Regions from separate parts of the Macaca mulatta genome. Here region 1 is linked to region 2. Evidence: chromatin contacts called from public Hi-C data. All regions are on one chromosome and are shown on one strand. The core of a region is the stretch at or near the end of the contact, and the rest is flanking DNA. Distances in the headings are between cores, read along the strand shown.

Region 1 (3,896 bases), core at 234-2,733, 440 kb after region 2:
GTTGGCCAGGAACCTCTCCATACGCACGTATTTCCTTCATTCTCCTGGGTCTGCTTTTAAAAATTGCTACCACCAAACAAATGCAATCTTAACAAAATTAGGATTACACTGCCAGTGTCTTTTTTCATGTAATGTTACAGCAGTGAAAGATTGAGGGAGAGAAAAGGAGAGAAGCAGGAGTGTATCTGGGTGAAGGAGCGTGGCTCAGTGGCTATACAGTGAGACGCAGTGATTCCACACAGCTGGGCTTGCCCACCTGTCGACCCCACTTTCCCCATGTGCTCGCCGCGGGATGACAACCACAACACTTCAGAACCACCCCCCGAAAGGGGGCGGGGTTACGCCTTCAACCAATCAGGACCCGCGAGCCCCGGGTGTCCAACCTATGGGGTGGCTGTGGCCGTGCAGGGGGAGGACGTGGGGTGGTCTGGGAGGGGCCGCGTCCGTGGGAGGCTCGCACGTGTCGGGTCCGGAGAGGCGGGGAGGCGGCCGGCGTCCAGCGGCCGAGGCGCGGGCTCTGAACCCTGGCAGCTGCCGAGTCCAGGTGCCCCAGTGCCTCCTTTACCTCGCGCTGGACCAGGCAGGGCGCGCTCCCGCAGAGGAAGACCTGTCCAAGGTGTCCGAGCTCCCCATGAGAGGGGACAGTCACAAATAACAACAATAGTACCCAGCGCAGACGAGGCGGGGAGGAAAGTTTCCGGCCCGCAGCAAAGCAGAATCCGCCAAGGCTGGAGGAGAAGGGATGCAGAGCGGGAGGGTGACAACCTGAAAGAAGAGGGCAGCGGGAGCACCGTGCGGGCAGGACCGGGTCCCGGGGGCGACGCCCGCCGGGGGAGACGGGTGCGGGGTGCGCTGTCCAAGGTGCAGGGGAGGTGACTGGCGCGCGGCGGGCGCGGAGCCCGGAGCCGACACTGGCTGGCAGGCGGCGGGGAGATCGGGGAACAGCTGTCTGGGGCGCTGGGCACCCCCGAGCTCGTAAAAGTGACGGAGCTTGAGCCGGGGCACGGCAGGGAAGAGCGTGAGGGCTGCACCGAAGCCCCCACGCGTCCACGCACTCCTCCTTACCAGCCTCACCTCTAGCTCCACTCCCCTCCCCCCTCGCCCACTCCCCTCCCGGTCTAGATCCAGGTGCCGAGGCGGGGGCGAGACCAGAGGACCCAGGCTCGGAGCCCGGACGCCCCAGGGATGTTGCGGGCACCGGAGCTGCTTACCTGGGGCCGCCGTATGGGGAGCGGAGGCAACCCGCCGCGCGGAGTGGGGCGCCGGGCGCGGCGCGGCTCCTCCTAGCCTCGGCGTCCTCCTCCTTCTTTGCTTCTCCCGGACTCTGTCCCGGGCACGGAGCTGGGAGACGCGGCCGGGCTGCAGTCGCCTTTCCCTCCGCCGCCGCCGCCGCCGACGCCGCTGCAGCAGACAGAGGACGCCCCGTGGCGGCTGGAAGCCTGTGTGAGTAGCGGCGCCCGGGAGAGCGGGGATCTGCTGAGGGGCGCTGGAGACTCCGCGGCTGGAGGCGCGCGGGCGTGCGCACGCGCGCCTGCGAGTGTGAGTGTATGGGTGCGCGCGCGCCCACGGGGTGGGGGAGTCGCGAGGGGAGGGGGAGAGAGGCCGAGAGATGCTCGTAGGGACCGAGGCAAAATTCTGCGCCCCCGGAAATCCGTAAACGCTGGGAAGGAGGATCGAACGCGCGTCTCGCTTGGAGAAGCTGCCCACCGGGCGGCAGCAGAGGAGGAGGGGAAGTCAGCGAGGCGCGCTAGGGCTCCGGATCCCAGCCTGGCAGAGCCGAGCGGAGCGCGCAGCCACCGATGCAGCAGAGGCGGCGCCCGCAGCCCACGGTCGCGCTGCCCCCTCTCGGGAGGGGCCGAGGCCGCTCGCTCCCGCCACCGCCGCCGCGGTCCGGACTGCTCTACTAGGAGCGGGGGAACCGAGAGAGGGACCGCACGGTTGCTACGGCGACCTTGGAGGCGCCGGGCCCGCTGAAGGGCCAAGAGGAGAACCCGGGCGCACGTGGCCGACTCCAGGCTGGAGCGGGTGTGTGCCAGGGTTGTGGGCTTGGGGTAGAAGGTGGAATTGGGCCGCGCGGCCTGAGCAGAGGATGCAGGGTGTGCGGCCCAGAGTGGCTCGGCCGGGGTGCGATCAGCATGCAGGTTGGTAAGGGTGAGGGGATCCTAACCCCAGGTGACATGTTGCCTTTTTTTCCTCCTTGGAGGCTACTTTTTCTCAAAGTTATCCACTTCCCAGATAAGAGTGCCGGCCTCCTCTTTGTTAGGATTCAACTTAGCTGTGCAGGCAACCAGGCAGTGCCTCCTTCAAGTCAGGCTCTTCCAAGAACCGCTCCCACCAACCCCCCCCCATACATCCACATCCCCCGCTCCTCCTTCATCCCAACTACATTGTAATACTTTAGAAATAAATGTTTAAAGCACATTTACATTCTCTGCCTCTTAAAAGATATATTGTCCTAGTAGTATACTTTTCCTTGCTTATTTTAAATTCTGAGTGGGGTTTCATTCACACAAGCATTTCTTCAAGGGTTGTAAGGTCAGGGTAATACGCGAAATACCCTTCCTGGCAGGAATCCTTCGGGCAGGGATTGTGTTTTGCACACTTTTGCATGCCGCCGGTGCTTAGCATAGTACTCTGTACTTTGTGAGTTCCCTGTAAATGTTGAATGAATGACATTGTTTTCTAGCTTCACATAACCTGAAGGCAAAGACTTGGATGCTGGGAAAGTCATTACCACCCCACTAGGCTTGCTTGATTTTAACTTATGCCATTTCCCTGTGTGTGGCTATTTTCCCCCCTGGCGGTCAGAACCCTAGTGCAAAGAGAGAAAATAATACTTATCCACTGTGCACCCTTAAGAAAGGGCGCATGCAGAAGCACTCTGCAGGGACCCCAGTGGGATCCACTGGGTGTGAGGGGGCCAAAGCTCAGAATCTAACCTCTCAAAATGTGAAAGTCACTGTTCCTGAGCAGTTTATACTGTCCCTTCTAGAGCAGAAGGATGGGGAATAGAGTTTTAAGAGAAATACACTATTCTTTTGTTTTGTTTTGATTTTTGTTTTTTGAGACGGAACCTCGCTCTGTCACCCAGGCTGGAGTGCAGTGGCGCGATCTCGGCTCACTGCAACCTATGCCTCCCGGGTTCAAGCGAATTATCCTGCCTCCGCCTCTTAGTAGCTGGGATTACAGGCACTGGCCATCACAACCGGCTAATTTTTTTTTTTTTTTTAAGTTTTTAGTAGAGACAGAGTTTCACTGTGTTTTCCAGACTGGTCTCCAACTCCTGACCTCAAGTGATCCACCTGCCTCGGCCTCCCAGAGTGCTGGGATTACAGGTATGAGCCACCGCACCAGGCCAGAAATACACATTTCTAATAGATTATCAGGTATGCATTTTTCTCCTGTAAAGAGTAGTGTTCGTGGACACTGACCAATACGTGCAGGGTCACCCCGGACTGCTAATTCTGCTGTCTGGTGTAGCACCAAGTCTACATCCTTCACCCTTGGTATTTCTACAATCGTCGTCTTAGAAGCAGAAGTCTTCAATTTTGCATTCCGTGCTAAATTTCAATTCCTTTGAACTCAGGCTCGCCTATGAGCTGCTTCTCTCTCCACTCATGATACCACAGCTGTGAAGTATAACTGAAATAAAGTGAAAATTAAAATGGATTTATTTGGGTGCCGTGTGTTCTCTAGTGAGGGTCCCTTTACCTGATTTATCTACCTTCACTCAATTGACAGTCTTCTTAGAAGACATTTGTTGTGATATTGGAGCTTTTTTTTAGGTTGAAAGCTTAGACATTTAAATTTTTCAGTTGAAAGGAAGCTCTAAAACTTGCAGAAGAAGCAGAAAAATTCTGATACTGAAAATGGACCCTTGACAGCCAACCTATAGA
Region 2 (3,351 bases), core at 372-2,871:
CCCCTTCATTCACTCCTTCTCAGGGAGTGATGAGCCAGCCTGCCCAGGGAGACTGCCTGTTCTGCCCACCTACTCCCTTGCTTAGGCATCCAAAGTGTAGCCTCCAGGAATGTGGCTGGGGTCTTCAGTACCGCCTGAAGCTGGATGCTCAACACAATGTCCAGCATTCAGAAGCCAATTATTGCTGTAAATCTCCACATCACTTTCCAATTTGGTTGTTATACCAAAAAGTATTTGTAGTCCCACATGCTACACTTTTCTGTCCATCTCTCAGTTGCTTCAAATATGGGCCAACTTACACCTATATAATGACAGGTAGACATTTCGTGTTCTTTCAGCCACATCATAGGGGCCTCATTGTAATAGGTGCCTCTTTCAATAGTTACTGCCAAAGAAAATGAAGTTCTCGCCTATTCATGGCTGCCCTCTTATCTTTATTGTTAGAGTCAAGGGTTGAGTCTTCCTTGCCCGTTGGGACTATAAACTGCATGGGAATTAGAACTTATTTAAAATTGATGCCAGTGAGCAAAAGGTAAACATACTGTAACCATTTCACTGTTCAGGCACATGACTTCTTACTATAACTCTGAAGAAATTGTATGATTAGAATTGTTTTACTGTGCTGTCTCTTATTTTTCTCCACTACCAGTTCACTCTTACCTTCCCTCCATCCACTGATCCATTCTTTCCTTCCCTCCTTTAAAAACTGCTGTTAATGTTGCTTTTCTTTATTCTATCCCTAATAACCTTAGAGTTTCTAGACATACACTGTTAAAGAAAGGGTCATTCATCAAGCCTGGTGAATCTAGGTAATGTGGTCTGGTATCAGTCTGTGTAAGGACAGAGCAGTCTTATTTTTCCTATTCCTTTTCTTTAAAGACAGATTGGTCTTATACTGGATATTAGATCACTTACCAGAATTTACATTTGGGAATTTGTTATACAATATGCTACGCTGCTGTAAAACCTGTCTTTTGATAAAGTCATATAAGATACTTTTACATTTAAGATCTCGGTTTTGCCCTCTCTTCCATCCCATCCTGACAGATACATTATTCCTTGTGTTTGCACTGATGAAAGAGGTGATAGGCATTTTGGCACACTACATCACAGAAAATAGTACTTATCTTTAGAATGGAAATATACATCCCACATGTCACTATCGCGTAGGGCCCTGCACCTGGTATGGAATGGAGCGTGGCATTGTTACAGTGTCATTCAATGGCTTTTACCAAGCAAGAGAACATCGGCAGCTGTGATGCATGATGCCGCTGTGACATTAACTACAGACACAGATAGAGTGCCCATAAAAAAAAATACGCCCTTTTTTTGAATAGAGCCCTGGGTAATTACCCTGACTATTGTTCTAAGAGAAAGCCCCATTTACACCCCTTCATCATTTAGACTCTGGACATAAAAAAAAAATCACTGGCATTAAGTAGTTAAGGCAATTTGCTTTCCAAATGAAGAAAGGACAAAAAAAAAATCCCTGCTCTTGAGTTGCTCATTTTGACAGCCACAGCTCACCCAAATAAAAGATCCTGAGGAGTTTTTCTGATAGTACCCTTTTCCTACACAGAGCCCAAGGAGAACGTGTTCAAGTTTGCTTTCTGCTGTCAGCACTAGGAGGACACAGGGGGCTGTGTGGACAGCCTGCGGGTGAAGGGTGGCGGCCCTGCAGCTATGATATGAACTGTGGTGGGTCCAGCAGGCACAGATGCATCTAGCTGCCCTGCCCTGGTGGCCAGGCTTGCTGTTCTGAGGAAAAGCTACAGAAACGTTGCTCACCTTGAGAAGTAAACTCTCAGGGCAGGGTCCGTGTTCCTCCAAGGTGCCACAGAACATGAAATAGGTTATGAGGTTTGCCATTCAATGTGGAGTAAAAATGGGAGATTATTGAACTACTTACCCCCAAATGAAAAAATAAAATTAATCAAAAAGAAAAGGCAAAATCACAACAAAAGAGATGTCCCCCAACATTTTACTTACATTGAGTGAGAATCCCAGTTAAGGCATTTTTGAAATTCTCCTTGGCTTCCTCCATCTCCTGCTCATGTGTGGCTTTTTCATTCATGAGCCGGCGGACGTGGCTGTTGGCCGACTGCACCATGGAATAGAACTGGTTTGCGGAACGCCGATTCACCTCCCCTCGTTCAATCCAGGAAAGCAGCACTGTGATCGCCTCTGAAAACTTGCTATCATCTGGAAATGGAAAACCACCAAGTACAAATCATGCCAAGATGAGAAAATACACTTTATTCGTATTCCTCTCAAAAGACAGAGCATAGTCCAACCTAGTGGATATATTTTCAGAACTCAACAAATTAGCTTTCCTGAGACTGACGGCCATATAATCACTTAATTTCTCTTTTCTCATCTAACTTCAGGGCACCATAGAACCACTCAGAAGGTTCACATTCTCATCTACCAACTCCATGAGCTCAGCTATAGGAGATTCGGTCTGGGCATTCTTAGGAATAAGGTACAGCCTAATTCTTCCACCAAACCTTGTTTTCTCTTTCTTAAGATGGACTTGAAAAACTGTTATTAACCTACTTGGTCTCTACTTCATTTCTTTGTTCCTTTAACAAAAATATGACACAGTGTTACCAGTTTTCTGATTTATAGAATCAGCTGACTTAGTGTTAAAATGTGGAAGAAAGATTGGATTACTTTAAAACTGGTTGTAATGTATGGTACTATCCCTAAGGCAGGTAGTAGGAATAAGTCAATTCTTGTTCTACTGTAGTTCAAAACGAATTCCATTTTAGGGCTAATACCATATATTTAATTAGGCTGAAAAACAGAATATTTCCTAGTTTTCCACAAAAGAGAACATGTTTCCTGAGGTGTTCAGTGTTTGCTTTGGATTGCTATGGAAAGCCCATTTGAACCCAGTTTGAGATGTGTGTGTGTGGTGTCGGGGGGGGGGGGGGACAGGAAGTAGGAAATGCAGTTCCATCTGAAAATAAGTGATAAATTCTATTTCAAAGAAAACAGACTTGCCTCTTTGAGAATGGTTACTGAACAAACCTGTGTTGTGTGGCTTGGAGGTGGAGAAAAAGGAAGTTTGTGGGTGATTAAGTTAATTAGAACTGGAAGTTGTATGTCAGCTGTTACAACATTAATCGATCTGACTACTGCTGAAGGCTCACTGCCTACTTTTCAGGCAAACCTGAGGGGAGAATCCTTTCATTTGTATTCTGCAATCCCTAGAAAATGTGCTTTAGGGGAAAATATCCTACACTTTTACAAGTAAACTAGGTAGACTCTGAATGCTAAAACTCAGGAGCAAAATTAGATTGAAAGATTCAGATTCTTACCCATTCGTTTAAAAAATACTGAGGGTCT

The links. A called contact is a pair of places that touch in the nucleus more often than the background predicts.
Region 1: a Hi-C map of fetal cortex germinal zone shows a contact between it and region 2, with 4 times the contacts expected there. The contact joins two enhancer-like sites. A contact is called at or near these places in 2 of 14 Hi-C or Micro-C datasets (fetal cortex germinal zone and fetal cortical plate).

Annotation. Positions count from the first base shown.
Region 1 is chr17:23,128,833-23,132,728 of T2T-MMU8v2.0, forward strand. No RefSeq gene overlaps it. Among named protein-coding and RNA genes, the nearest start is that of CCDC122, 78 kb to the right of the region's middle. Within about 2 kb of position 1,484, at least 18 of the 40 cell types and tissues checked have an H3K27ac peak or open chromatin away from gene starts, as enhancers often do. A contact at or near this core is called in fetal cortex germinal zone, where this site is marked.
Region 2 is chr17:22,691,375-22,694,725 of T2T-MMU8v2.0, forward strand. It overlaps ENOX1 (ecto-NOX disulfide-thiol exchanger 1), which reads right to left. Exons shown (of 15, transcript XM_077974449.1): 8 at 1,990-2,202. Among named protein-coding and RNA genes, the nearest start is that of MIR7168, 100 kb to the left of the region's middle. Within about 2 kb of position 1,622, at least 4 of the 40 cell types and tissues checked have an H3K27ac peak or open chromatin away from gene starts, as enhancers often do. A contact at or near this core is called in fetal cortex germinal zone, where this site is marked.